Regions from separate parts of the Astyanax mexicanus genome. Here region 1 is linked to region 2. Evidence: chromatin contacts called from public Hi-C data. All regions are on one chromosome and are shown on one strand. The core of a region is the stretch at or near the end of the contact, and the rest is flanking DNA. Distances in the headings are between cores, read along the strand shown.

Region 1 (2,700 bases), core at 90-2,589, 120 kb before region 2:
TCTTACAATACATTAAAAATACATGCTGTACAATACAAAAATACATGCTGCATAACTATCACTTACAACAAAGTTTGAATATATTTTAAAATATGATTGTGTGATTTATAAAACATACACACAATGCAGAGAAAGGGTTCACAATAATACTGCAACAGTAAAACAGTACGAACATTCAGAAATGTGTTGTTTTTTGGTCATTTATTGTTTATAAATACCGATTTGCAAAACAAACTATTGCTATATTTTGATATTGATATTTCCTTACACCTCTAATAAAAATACATGCTGCATAACTACCACTTACAAAGTATGAAGAGATTTTTTACATTACATTACATTTGGCAGACGCTTTTGTCCAAAGCGACTTACAATAGTGATGTACATTTAGTAATAGAAGACATAGAAGTTCAAGGCAAAAAAAACAAACAAAAAAAAAACCCATTTAAGACAGGGCCCAAAGGAGGCCAAAGGGAAATAGTGGGATAGAGGAGGGAAAAAGAGGGAGCAGAAAATGAGGTTAGAAGTAGTAAGTGCTCTTTGAAGAGCTCAGTCTTCAGGAGTTTCTTAAAGGTAGCGAGGGACTCTTAATTCTCACACTAAAAGCTGACGGGCTCAGTCAACTCTTGAGAGCTGCTCGCTTTGTTAACTATGAAACAAAAGGACCTTTTGGCCACGCCTTATTGGCTATGATTTAATTAACTCGTTCCCTCGCCTTAATTATCTGGTTCCCACGCCTTAGGATCTCGTTTTCATGCCTTAATAAGGCATGGCCACGCATTATTATTATTTTTTTTTTTTTTTTACATGATGTCACTTTAGGGGCTCCGTAATAAAACATACACACAATGGAAAGGGTTCACAACAATTTATAGCAAAACAGTTTATAAGATCAAGGAATTAAAACATGTATTAAAATTTCATCATCAGAATATGAAGAAAAGTGTGTGTGGAGCTTTGTTAGACGTCGTTAAACTCGGGTATAAAGAATATATTGTTCAGAATAGAAGAGTTCAGCTCTTCGTTTGGCGTCTTTCTTTCTTTCTGTCTCTAACCTTCTCAGTGCTTTATGACCGCCTGTATTCCGTGTAGCCCCGCCCTTCTGCGCAATGATTGGCTAGGCGATTCGAGACTCTGCTCCTGATTGCAGCATTGCAGGAGCTACCAGCCAATCGCAGCGCGGACAGTCAGAAGGACACGCTTCCACTCCACTCAGTCTCAGAGCGAGAGGGCGGGGCCTGCCTGAATACGGGTGGCAGGAGGAGCGCGTGCTGCAGGCTCGGAGCGTAAGGGCTGAGCATAATAATAAGCATGCAGGTGGGTCTGGAGGAAGGGGGCTGAGCCTGCTGAAGCTCTCTCTGCTGCACACGGAGAGAGAGAGAGGGAGAAGGAGGAGGAGGAGGAGGAGGAGGAGACGAGGGAAGGGAGTCTTAAAACTGGAGTTGAAGCTCCTGCGCTTTTTAAAACGCCGCTCTCGCTCTTCTCCCCTCAGAAAGCCCTCCAACACTAGAGAAGTGGACTCAAGTTCTCCTCCACTCACTGACTTACTGACTGAAAACACACACTGACCGGGGGGCTGCTGTCTTCATCCCACAGACCGAGAGACGGTGACCGTGAGGCGGGTTATTATTCACTCTACACACCGGTTCAACGGTTCAACATTCAGCAGGACTTCACTCCTCCTCTGAATATCAACTTTTAAGGACTTTTTCTCCTCAAACGAGCCGGACCTCGCCTCCCATCTTACCTTCTACATTTATCTATCTTTTTATCTGAGTGACTGACTGAGTGAGCAAGCTGAGTTTGTGCTCGTGTGGACTGAGGTTTCTGTACAGCAGGAGGACGGAGCTCTCACATGCCAAAATACATGTATGAGAAGGCGATGGCACCCGAAACAAGAAACGGTGGAACTGCGACGTTAAATAGCAGCACTGGCATGAACAAGAGCAAGAGGAAAATTTTAATAGCTCTAGACATCTTCTGCCTGCTCCTAGGTGAGTCTTTAAACCTGCCTCATTTCCCCTTTTTTCATCACTGTTAATCTAGCTAACCTAGATAGATTTACTATCAACAAAACATTTAAAATATAAAAAAAAGAGAACAAAAACAGCTTTAGCCATTCATCAACAAGTCTTACTCTAATTCTACTGTTTTGTGACATGGTGTTAGCCTTACACTCTCAGAAAAATGGTACAAAACTGCTAAACTGTTTGCTAGTTACTCATGTATACAGTGCATGTAATGTTAACTAGACAGTTAACTAACCCTCTATGACATTAATAATATTTTGAGAGAGAAAAAAACTTTTTTCAGACCCTTTTATTTATTGAAATGAAAAAGAAAAAAAGAAACATGTTTTCGTAAGCTTCCAACAAGAAGAATGTAAAAACGTATAAACATTTTTTATTTATTTATGTCTCATTGTATTGGACGTAGATATGCCTTGTAAAATTATATTTAAAATAAAATAATTAAATAAATAAGTAAATACATACATAAACAATAATTTATGCTATGGTATAGAATGGTGTAATAACAAATAAATAATGATGGTTTGTTGCCTCATGCCATAAAGGGTTAAGAAACATAGCTAGGTTAAGTTATTGAGTTGCACTTGTTTTTCCCTATTTTTAAGGGACGTATATGGACCTAAAATATCTTTCTGTACTTTTGACAGCACATTTAAACAGTTTTAATCAG
Region 2 (2,700 bases), core at 113-2,612:
GTCATCTATCAGCAGTCTAGCAACTGTTTAAAATACAGCTAAACATAAAGCACGGCTAAATATATCAATACTGTAATGTTGTAAACCTCACACCATGTCATGGAAATAAAACCTTAACAGTAGAAATATAGCAAATAACATTGACCAGGGTCACAAAATGTAAAATGTGGCTAGTAATTAAATAAATGGTGTAAAATTGTATTTTTTTAGTAGTTGCTGCATTACCTGGATTAACTGTAATAATAAATGATATGTGATAAATGTATCTGGATTGTTGTGTTTAAAATAGCTTGCACAGATGGTACTGAATATGAATATGTACATATATATATATAAAAAAATAATAGTCACACCTGCTGCTTTGGATTTTTCGGTGTCTGCTGCATTTGGCTCTGGCAGAAACCTCTCTGTCATGAACTCCGATCCCCAGAATGCACCAAACACTGAACTCACTGGTTCACATGATCATGTGACACCAGTCCAGTTTATATTGTTCCCATCTGGTTCAATAATTCGTTGCTGAGTATTGTATTGGTTTACTCTGCATACAAAGCACTGTCTACTTTGGTTTTATTCTAGATGTATAACTTGTTTGTTTATTTCCAACCATGCTTTTTGTGTTGCCTGTGATATCCCTTGTGGTGCACTGAACCTGGAATGTTTAACTTAATGTTTAATGTAGACCAACATTCACTACTAACGTTTCCTAGCAAGGCACCTAACCCCTAACTGCTTCCCAAAAGCACCTCAGTGTTAGGATCATTAGCTAGTAGAGAATATTTACTGTCAAACCCCCCTTAATTATTTAAGAATGTTTGTTTTAAGGTGTGTTTGGGAAACTCAGCACGATCCATCATCCATTCAAAGTATTATAATGTGGCTTTTCTGTTTGCTGGGGATAGTTAGGGTTATGTGTTCCCTCTGTAATAAAATGGACCTTTGGTTTAGTAAAACATGATAAAAAGTACTTTACCTTTGATAAACAGCACACCTCCGTTCTCCCACAGCTTTCTGAGATTCAGAAATTTTAACAGTTTTTTTCCAAACACTCTTAATTAATAACTTAAAAAATGCACAAGAAGCTTATTAAAAACACTGTTTACATCCCATAATGCTAACTTCATTACTCCTGGTGCCGGCTGCTACTCTATGCAAAGTCTATGTATAGCGTAGCAGCCGGTGCCAGGAGCAATGGTGGCGTTTGGAACTGAAGCTAGCATTGTAGGATGTATACAAAGGTTTTAATAAGCTTCTTGTGCACTTTTTAAGTTATTAAAAAAGTGATTTATCGGGGGGGCGGCATGGTGGCCCATTGGGTAGCACTTCCGCCTCACAGCAAGACGGCCAGAGTTCGATTCCCGGCTGGGGTGACCGGGGTCTTTCTGTGTGGAGTTTGCACGTTCTCCCTGTGTCTCCGTGGGTTTCCTCCGGGTGCTCCGGTTTCCTCCCACAGTCCAAAGACGTTCTGGCTAATTGGATGTTGGTTAAAATTTCCCCTCTAGGTGTGAGTGTGTGAGTGAATGAGTCTGTGTGTCTGTCTGTGTCTGTCCGGCCCTGTGATGGACTGATGGCCTGTCAAGGGTGTATCCTGCCTTCCGCCCAATGCCTGCTGGGATAGGCTCCAGTCTGAAGGGTGTTTCGACAAACTGTTAAAATTTCTGGATCTCGGAACACTATGGGAGAACGGAGGTGTGTTATAGATCAAAGTTAAGTACTTTTTAACATGCTTTACTACACCAAAAGTCCATTTTACACCAGAGTTCAACTTGAAGGCAGCCTTCTGGAGTTGGGGTGGAAAGTGGAAAAGGGCTCCACTGGTGGAGATGCTCTTTTAAAGAGGAGCTGCTCGTTTCCTTTTCAGAGTATATTTGCTAAATGGGACAAAGGCCTGGCATTATTACTCCGACCTCTGTGAAACAACAGTACAGACTATATTGCTTCTCATACTTACTTTCTTACAGAACGACATAAATGCCTGTTGTTTTGTATTTTTTAACAAGATGATCATTGTAAAAAAGCCTTTCTTTACTGACAAATAAATGTAATTATGCAATTCTGCTGTCCAGAGTTGATTATAAAAAGGCCACAGGTTGTACAGAACACAAATATTCAAATGATCATGGTTTTCTGGTACACGCACACACAGGAAAACACATGACCTTCCGCAACCGAGGCCTTGGCAGCCCTTGTGTTCTCACAAATATAATTCTTAAGCCCTCTCCATGTTACAAGAGACATGCTGAAGCTCTTAAGTTAAAGGGGTATTAAGCCCAATTAAGACTCTTGTATTTTTCTTTCCAGGCTGGACTCCATCCCAGCAAGAGAACAAAACAACATCAGCCTGTCAGACGCAACAACTCTACAGGGCGGCTTATTGCTTTCTCTGGCTTCTCATAAATGTGGAGTTCATTTACAGTGCTCGTCTACCCCCCAACACACACACACACGCACACACACACACACACACACACACACACAAACACAGGCAGTAAATGTATAGATGCTTCTTTGCTCATCAGAGTGCACTCTACATTCACTACTAACTTAGCGGTTGGACAGCTTGATTGTTTTACTCTCAGGAGATGAAGGAGATTGAAAACAGTGAGACACAGAGTCTCACAATTACTGTACTTCCATTTCAGCATTTCCAGTGACAAGTGCCCCCAGGTGGCTGCTGGGAGTAATGCAGTTGGAGTCTTT

The links. Hi-C and Micro-C count contacts between places; a contact is called where the count stands out from the background.
Region 1: a Hi-C map of muscle shows a contact between it and region 2, with 18 times the contacts expected there. The contact joins the promoter of plpp3 here to the enhancer-like site in region 2. A contact is called at or near these places in 2 of 3 Hi-C or Micro-C datasets (both in muscle).

The regions. Positions count from the first base shown.
Region 1 is chr1:61,609,875-61,612,574 of AstMex3_surface, reverse strand. plpp3 (phospholipid phosphatase 3) reads left to right here and starts at 1,339. Exons shown (of 6, transcript XM_007260661.4): 1 at 1,339-1,994. The coding sequence starts at 1,856.
Region 2 is chr1:61,489,298-61,491,997 of AstMex3_surface, reverse strand. No RefSeq gene overlaps it. Among protein-coding and RNA genes, the nearest start is that of LOC111191956, 41 kb to the right of the region's middle. Within about 2 kb of position 1,362, the one cell type or tissue checked has an H3K27ac peak away from gene starts, as active enhancers do.